2 separate regions of the Mus musculus genome follow, and region 2 is linked to region 1. Evidence: chromatin contacts called from public promoter capture Hi-C data. All regions are on one chromosome and are shown on one strand. The core of a region is the stretch at or near the end of the contact, and the rest is flanking DNA. Distances in the headings are between cores, read along the strand shown. Region 1 holds the start of 4930403D09Rik (RIKEN cDNA 4930403D09 gene). Region 2 holds the start of Rars (arginyl-tRNA synthetase).

Region 1 (4,627 bases), core at 1,567-4,066:
TAATGTGGCCTTGGGAGCCAAGTTGATCTAACTCTTGAGCTCTGTTGCTTTAAAAGGATTTGAACTGAATTGCCACATCATCATGGTATAGATTCACAGGTTCCAGTGGGAAGTTTAGATACATGTATATCCCTGGGCCAATATCCACCACCTAAACACTCATCAATTCTCTGTGGCAAAAGTCTCTCCTCTGGCCACTTTAAGATATACATTGTTGTGCGTGCATAGGCTTTCCACTGTGAAGGACACCAGGTGCATCTCTCCTTCATGGCTGTAGTTTTGTGGATGCTGAACAGCATCTCCCATCTGAACCCCCCTCCCTGATCTCTCACAATTGTTATTCTACTTATTGCTTCCACAAAATTGGCTTTCAGAGATTCTACATATGAATGAACTCACAAAGTGCGTGTCTTTCTGTGTCTGGCTTATGTCCCTTAACATGATGTTCTCAGGGTCTATTTTAGCTAAGGCAAAAGATAAGCTTTTATCTTCTATGGCTGAATAGTATTCCACTGTATATAGGACATTCCCTTTACGCATTGCCATATTGCGGGACATGGAGAGTGATGCCATGTTCATCACAAAGTGCTCATGGCAGTGAACATGGGGATGCATATGTCCCCTTGGCACTAATTTCCTTTTGAGTCTATGCTCAGTAGTGGAATTGTACAAGTCTGTGAAGTGAATTAGCCTGGACTCTCACCCTGCCAAGGTGAATTCGTAGCTTCTTCTGGTCCATGTGACCTTGCAAACAGCCAAGAGCATCGAGTCCCAGCATCTAGAGAGTACCACTGATCTTAGCTTCCGGCAGAAATCACCATTTCTATAATGCCCAGGCCTTGGCTCCTCTGGAGTGGCATCCATAGAGCTGCTGCCTTTTTGCCCTTTGAATCACAAAGCCATCATTCAGAGGAGAGGTTAGGGCTAATCTCCTTTCCCCTGCTCTTGCTCTGGATAGAGGGAGCCAGGATAGAGGCTGCTCCTGCTGCTATCACATGCATAATACATGAGCCCACAAGAAGGAGAGGAGGGTGTTCCAGGCAGGGTACAAAGAACAAATCCATTCTCAAAGGGGGGGAGGAAAAGATGAGGGAACAAAGAGAAGATTGAAAAATGACCCAGTTTTGGGGTACTTTTCACTAAATATCTGTGGAAGCCTCATTAGAAAAGAATTATTTGATTCTGTGTTCCTAGCTCTTCTCCATAGTTTACAGAATCCTGTGGGCGTGACAGCCTCCGGCTATGTTGTGAGGATCAAAAAGCTGCTTCTCTGCTGGCTTGCCTGTCAAGAACTGACCTGAGTTCCTGGCCCTGGTGCTTATAATATCACTATGATCATTAGCATGATTACCACCACTACCACTACCATCATCACCACCAACAGCAGCAGCCTCACCGTTACTACCACCGCCACCATCATTATCATCATCACCATCATCAAACTGATGCTAACAAGGTAACATTTATTAAGTGGCGCTTTTGTTGCCAGGACCATTCTAAGTGAGCTACATGAATCAATTCACCCAACCCTTATGGCTGCTTAAAGAAACAGCCACTAACAGCATATTCATACAACGTTGAAGAAACCGAGCACAGAACAATGAAGTACTTTACCAAAAACCACACAATTCATAAATTTAACCTTTGCATGTATGTCACATTCCTTTCTTAGGTACGTTGCATATATAATTTTTCTTTCAGAAAAGTTTTATGAAACCGAAAAGAATGGCCCAGAGGACTGGAGCTGACCCTGTCTTGGGAAAGAGCCTCCCTAAGACCATGGAGGAGAGTGACAGTCAGAACAGCAGGTCCTAAGGCTAGAACTGCTGACATCAGGGAAAATGACAAACCAGCTGGCCTTTGATGGCCACACACTGCCCCTCTGGCCCCAGGTATGTTGTTCCAAGCTGTCCCTTCAAACACCATGGACATATCCATTTCTTTGAACAGGCTCGTAACAAATGGAAACAGCAACTATCTGCATGGGAAATGAAACCTTTCTCTTGGTTTTAAACGGCCAGCATGACACGTTTCGTTGCTCTGGGAAAGATATGTCATCTGGAGAGAAAGCCTTACCCAAGGCCATCGCGATACTCTGAACCTGGGGTGTGGCCATGGCCCAATGTGGAGGCCTGTATCAGCCAGCGCAGTTTCTAGCCCCAAAGGCATTAAGGTGTTGATGTCAGGCTTTCTGTACATGGATTCCAGGTCTTACTCACTCCTGCATCTTCAGAAAAGAAGCTGGCTAGCAGTGGCATCCAACTTGCAGGGTGGCTGAATGTCTGTGACAGTGACTTCGTATGAGCTGGTATATAAACTATGGCAGTTACTCTGGTCATCATGAACATTGGTCACTTCCGTCCCCAGAGCTGAATGCAAGGTCATAGGCAAGACCAAGAACCTCATTCAGAGAAGAGGGTCATCCTTGAAAGCCAACAAAGGGAGCTCAACCCATCTTCCCAGGAAGGTGCCTGGCACGGGTCTCAGCCCAGGTGTCACCTCCCCCACCGGGCACAGAGTGGCTATGAGCACAAGGCTTTTTACTCTTGTGTAACTGTATTTTACCAGAAGGAAAGAAAACATGGACAGGATTGGAGGAATAATAAGCGATGATTTCAAAGGACAGATAGTGCCTAAAGAAACATCAAGAGACCTAGATGTGACCAGTGACCACAGACAGAGTCACTAAACAAATTCCAAAGAGGAGTCAGGCAGGGCAGGCTCTGTAAAGAGGAACTATTCCAACAGCAACTGACTGATAAGATTTCCCAGCATGCTCCTGGGCTGGCAAAGTCTCCTGAGGTGGGAGGGCAGTTAGCATTTTACAGTTGTTATCACTCTGGTGCAATGACATCCTTGCCCACCTAAGCTGCTGAGCTGAAGAGGCCAGGCTGATGGAAACACAGCGTCTCAGATGGGCAGGCAGGAATGGCATGACCCTGGGGTACTGTACTTGGTGAGTATTCCCTTACTCTCAGTTACCAGAAGCTCTAAGGGTTGAGGACTTTGCTGAAGCAGGCATCAAAGACTTGGGGGTAGGGTTTCTTCTCTCTCACTCCTGCAGCCATGGGCAGTAACATGGACTTTCACGTCTGGCTTTGAAGAACATGTTCTTTGTGGGCCGGGCCAGGGACTTCACTCTCCTTACCTCAGGGACATTCTTATCACACAGCCCAATCCCTGCTCTAATGTCTCAGAGGCCCTAAAATGTGGCTAAGCACACACGCCAAAATGACTTTTGGAGAAATTGGGAAGTCACAGAGATAAACTTGAAAGCTTTATACTTTCGGGTCTGTGACTGGCTGCTCCTAGGAACCCGTGAACAAAGTACTAAAAAAAAAAAGTTGAAAGGCAACGGCAGCAGCACCCATTCTACAGTTAAGAAGTGGTGTGCATCCCAGTCAGAAGGGACATCGTCTTCTTTCCTTTCCACACTTCCCTTCTGCATGTATTCAGAGACACCTACGGCCTCTGTGTGCTTGCCGGTGGTGATGGTGGAGGATGAAGAACCAGCCCAATGTGCCAGGGTAGCCCTGAGCAACTCCAATGCTTCACACTCACCTGGAACTCAAAGCTTGTGTGTTCCAGAAACTTCTGGTTCATGGTTTCTGCAAACTTGTTGATGGCTCTCAGGAAGACCCTAGAAGAGGAAACAAGGTCACTGAACTATCTGAGCATCCTCTCTCTTTTCTCTTCCTGATGGACTAAAATCTCCTCACATTCTCCCAGAGTGGGCTGATTTTCAGGTGAAGACTAATGCAGGTCAACGTAGGGACTGAGGTTGCCTTGCTAGAATTCAGGAACCATGTATTTGACGTTTTAGGAATTTGTATTGTCTTACATTCAAATGATTAGACGCTTAGTGATTAGTGGCTGAACAATGCATGCTGTCCAGAAATGATATAAAGAAAGAGCATCCCGTCCCCCAAACAACAGCTAGTATTCTCTGGGATCCTCTCTCCTGGAGAAGGCTCCCGTCAACATGTGGGTGAGCATCACTTCAAAGGTCTCCTTAGAAGTATCTATACGAGTGACATTTTTAGGGTGTCGTTTTGATAAATGGTATTACACGACGAATGTGGTTTCATAGCTTGCCAATTTTACTCAATAATAAATCGTAGACTCCTTTCACACCAATGAGTGCAGCTACACGTCATCTTTTTTAATCACCAAAGAGCATTCCACTCTATGACCGTATCACGGTTTATTTAATCAGTTTCTTATTGATGGGCCATTTTGTGGTTTCTCGGCTTTTTTCTCCATAATAGACAATGTTCCTGTGATCGTTCTTCCATACCCCATGCACTTCCTCTGAGCACCTCCTTGCCAGTCCTTTATCCGAGACGCAGTGCTAGCCAAATATCACCCACATTTCATGTTTTGGAACCGGGCTGCCGAGGTGCAACCTCCATGTCTCTCTGACCACCTTGTTCTTTTTGTCTTTGTCCGTGAGCCCCCACTGACTGTTCCCACAGCTTTCTTCTCCTGTCCTGCCATTCTCAGGGACAGCCTGAATCATAGCCATTCCTGACCTCCATGGCTCTCCACTGCCATGGGCAAGTGCAGTTCTCTCTTCACATGCAATACCCTGCTTGCTTTGGCCTGATCTTTTCTATGCCAGGCTTTC
Region 2 (4,627 bases), core at 969-3,468, 1.5 Mb after region 1:
CACAGATAATAAAGTGCTTCAAAGGACTGGTCAGACGCCTGAGATGAGGACTTGGAGCGGTGCCTGTGCAATCCAGAAGGAAGTACACACACTGGAGAACAATGAATGAGGCAACATGCTAGGCTGTGTCATCAGCAAACCTGAAAGGCAGGCCAAAGAAGCTGAAGGTAGGCTTTCTTTAAAACAAACAAACAAACAAACTACATTGATAAGCATTGCTGGACTGTAAGGCTATTCAAATGGTGGCATGGTAGTACACACCTGTAAACCCAGCCTGAGAGACACAGAAGAAGAAAATGCACTTCAAGATGGAGGCAGCCCAGCCCAGAAGCCAGCCTGGTCTGTATAGAGAGGCTGTTGGATGGGGAGGAGGAGAGGCAGAGAAAGTTTCGCAACATTAAATGAAAAGAACCCCAAAAGATGCTATAAAGCATAACACAAAACTGCAAAATAAACAACTTCATTGCAGAGGAGTTAGGAATCAGTGAGTGCATTTTAAAACATCCCTGTTAGTTGCTCCTGAGAAACTGTTTCTTTTACAGTAGTTAAAATGGTTTTAAAAACAAAAGACATTCCTTTGACAGCATGGACATAAGCCTTTGAAGAAATCTCAACTTCCAAACCATTAAACCATCGTAATGAACCACTTAAAAGGGGTATCATAATAAACTACTTAAAAGGGCCCTGGGAAGCCAGTGCCGCCCCACTTTCTCCAGCCTAATGAGTCCTAACTTGCCTTATGCAGGAAAACTGATTTCTAAACAAACTCCTCTTCTCAATTCTTATAGCACGTACTTCTAGAATCTTCAGTAACAACAACAACAGCAACAACAAATTATTTGAAAACATCCGGAGCACTTACCCTTCGAAGAATATTCAGCCTATACTTCAATTTTAAATTTTCTTCTCGTAACTGTTCCAAACTTGGAGAAGCTTCCAAGCAGCCACAGTTCTTCAGCCGGTCGATCTCAGCAGTCAGAGCCTTAATCTCCCTTTCCTGTAAGGGAAAGGCAACTTTTCCAGGTCAAACAAATGCTTCCCGGATAATGGCAAACCTTACCACAGACTTCCTCATTTCGCTCTCCACAACATGTGGGGTAGAAAAATGAGAATGGACTTTGCAATGATTTTACTGACGTCAGCAATCATCCTTTATGAGATGGAACTGAGTTCACATGTGTGTGCTGGGGATGAGGGACTGCGGGGCAGAGAATATAACTCAGCCAAGTGTGCATGGCAGTACACATCTCCAGTCCTAGCAGTTGAGAGGCTGTGAGTTGAAAGTCCAGGGCCAGAGTCAAACACGGAAGTCTCTTCTTTAGCTAGGTGCATCCTGATTTAGTCAGAGTACAAGTTTCTGGCTTTACTACCTGTGTTGCTAAATCTAATGACTTGGGACTAAAAAAAACCAAACCAAATCAAAAACGACAAAACAAACCAACAAACATCAGTAGGAGTTGGGGACTTGCACCCCTCAGTGCTGCTTGCCACACATAGGCCTTGGCTCTGGGTTAGATCCCGAGACAAAAAGGAGTCAATCCATCTTTTGTCATATTCGAAATCACTCAAGTGTCCGTCTTTGCCTTTTCTGGGTCTACGTAAACTTCATATATATATGGTTTTTTTTTTCCCCATCTCTCCAAGATCTGCTACTATTCACTGGACTCAGCAGTAAAGAGCTTGTCCATTTATTTTGCACCTCGGGGATGATTTGCATAAAAGCAGTTATTGTCCAGGGAAGACTTAGACAAACTGAGTTCCTAACGCTAGTGTCTAGGCCCGAAAAAGAAAAGGGGCTGGTCTTACTTTCGTTTTTCAAAATTGTGACACTGTTCCAGACCAACACTGGCGGCTTCTTGGGAAGTTTCCGGCTGGGTCTCAGGGCACACCTGTCCTGCTCTAACCTGGCCTGGGCGACCAGCAGAGTGAGCCTCGCTCGCTGTCCACCCTCTCTTCTCTGAGTGACAGTCGCACGACCCGGCCAAGAGGAAAGGGCCAGCGGAGCAGCAAGGCTTCGCAAGCCCCGAGGTCCCGGACTGGGGTCGCCGCGGCCGCCTGTGGAAGCCACTGCGGACTCTGCCCCGCCGCCGCCCGCTCCAGAGCCCTCCGCCCCGCCCAGGGACAAACCTGCTGCAGCAACCGCGCGGAGCACTGAGCCACCAGACCGTCCATCCTCTCGTCAGCGACTCACATGCCAAGCGGCCGGAAGCGGAAGTGTCTAGTTTGGGCCGGAAACGGAAATTCCTACCCGGGTAAGTCACTGTTTTTGGTTTTTCAGGGCGCGCCCTCTGCTGCCCCCTAACGGGATCCAGGAGACACTGCGAGAGAGGCGGGGAGCAGGCCAAAGCAACCTACCCTCTGCTTGGAGGCATGGCGCGGGCATGGGCACAGAACCCATCCCTCTTTTGTTTTGATTTTTTGTGTTTTTTGTTTTTGTTTTTTTCGAGACAGGGTTTCTAGCCCTGGCTGTCCTGGAACTCCCTCTGTAGACCAGGCTGACCTCGAACTCAGAAATCCACCTACCTCTGCCTCCCAAGTGCTGGGATTAAAGGCATGCGCCACCACTGCCTGCAACTCATCCCTCTGTTAAACAGGCATTTTTGTTGTTGTTCACATTAAGGTGCTAGATACTCTCTCCAGGATGTGAAGATGTTTAGAATGTATGATAAAAAAAGGTCCTTAAACTAATGGAGACTGCCTGAAAGGGGAAAGAGAAAACAATGGCTTTCCTTTTCATTGTATGTGTAGTGCGCGCGTGCACGCGCACATGTGCATGTGTAGACTTTTTGTATTCCACTCTGACCTTTGACTCTCCATCCTCCTGCCTCAGCCTCCTTACCAGGCAAACAATGTTTTAATTACCAAGAAAGGAAGGTGGTACAATGACTTGAGCCAGGCAGCCTCTTGGAGCATCTCTCAGGCTCTTCTGTTCGTTTGAAAGATGTAGCCCAGGGTAGTCTTGCATTTAGCTGAGCTTCTGATCTTTTGTCTTGAACTTCTGATCTTTTTCTTTCCACCTTCCAAGGGTCGTGGTAACGTGGTTTTACCACCAAGATGGATTTAGTTCACGTTAAAATTTACTTATCTTCATCCTAAACAATAATATCTATGAATCCATGGGCTGAGTGTGTGGGCTAAAGATGCTACATATTAAATAAATATAGGACTTGAGAGGTGGCTCAGTGGTTGAGAGCACTGGCTGTTTTTTTTTCCCCCAGAGGTCCTAGTTTGATCCCAGTATTCACATGGCAGCTCACACTCACCTATGAACATGTAGTTCCCTGGGATTTGATGCTCTCTCCTGGTGTGCAAGCATACATGCAGACAAAACACCCATATACATAAAATAGATAAACTTTCAAAAACAATCAACATATTATTATAGATAATAAAGAATGCAGCCATATCTACCTGTGTTTTCTTTTTGCTAGGTAGAGCGGGCTGGCCTAAAACTCAAGCATTTCCTGTGTTCTGGGATTACATCTGCTGCCTCTCCGGGCCTATAGTTTTCTATATTGTCACCAGTGGTACCTATACCCACTTTGAGAAAATGCTGCATTAAGGCACTTGGCTATCACCACAGCACATAAAAAAATGTTAAAAACACACACACACACACACACACAACACTGTGATTGCTGTGAATTCATTCCAGCCTGAGTTAGTGAGTTTTAGGACTGTAGAGTAAGGACCTGTCTCCAGGTAAGCAAGCAAACAAGCAAAAAAAAAAAAAAAAAAAAAAAAAAAAAAGGAAGAAGGAAGGAAAAAAAAGAGGTCACAAGCCACTGAGAAACGCCTATGTTCCCATTGCTACACAGCCGGATTGGAAGGACTTCGACTTTCCTTCAGTCAGTCAGTAATTGTCATGTGTTAGGGAATACTGTGTCAGGAGCTGAAATGGTGAACAGGTGTGTCTGGTGCGTGAGATATGAAACCTAGGGAATCAGATACATATGGTTGGCCAGAAGTACATAACGTCAAGCCTGCTATTTCCAATTAGCTTCATTTACCCACTATCCTATAGTTGGCAGAAATTGATGGCTATCCTTACCATATTCCCATTAATACATTCAGTTAGCAACGTGCTCTGGGGATAGCTGTACTCATGGTATGGGTCAAAGATATGGAAATGAGTTATTCCAGAAGCATCTAGAATATAACAAGTAGAATATAGACTTCACTACTGTGGCTTAACATTGCGACTTAACTTATAACAGTAGAGAGTGACTCTCAGCACCGTGGATCTACAGCAGCGGATGCTGGATCTCAGTAATTCGGTCTACAATAGCAAACACTGGATAAACAATGCAGGGCTTTAGTTTCCAAAGTCTTGTCTTTAATTCTTTTCTTCCAGTGCTGGGATTAAGCCCAGGGCTTTGTGTTTGCTAAGCCACACTACTATTCTATTGAGCCACATCCCCAACCCCAAAACTTGGTCTCTTTCCTTTTGTTTCTTTCCTCTTCCTCCTCCTCTTTCTCCCCTCTCCTCGACCCGCCCCCCCAAGGTTTCACTAAGCTAGCCCTGGATATCCTAAAACTTGCCATGTAGAACAGGCTGGGCCTGAATAGTACAGGGATTAAAAGCACATATCAGAATGCCTAGCTGAGAAAGACCCTTTCTTTATAA

Evidence for each region. Promoter capture Hi-C pulls out the DNA fragments that hold promoters and counts their contacts.
Region 2: a promoter capture Hi-C map of hippocampal neurons shows a contact between it and region 1, with 2.8 times the contacts expected there. The contact joins the promoter of Rars here to the promoter of 4930403D09Rik in region 1. A contact is called at or near these places in 3 of 39 promoter capture datasets (embryonic stem cells, hippocampal neurons and pre-B cells).

What each region holds. Positions count from the first base shown.
Region 1 is chr11:34,296,926-34,301,552 of GRCm38.p6, forward strand. It overlaps 4930403D09Rik (RIKEN cDNA 4930403D09 gene), which reads left to right and starts at 2,817. Exons shown (of 2, transcript NR_167728.1): 1 at 2,817-2,956. It overlaps Dock2 (dedicator of cyto-kinesis 2), which reads right to left. Exons shown (of 52, transcript NM_033374.3): 30 at 3,562-3,640.
Region 2 is chr11:35,832,310-35,836,936 of GRCm38.p6, forward strand. It overlaps Rars (arginyl-tRNA synthetase), which reads right to left and starts at 2,219. Exons shown (of 15, transcript NM_025936.3): 1 at 2,128-2,219; 2 at 863-997. The coding sequence starts at 2,172.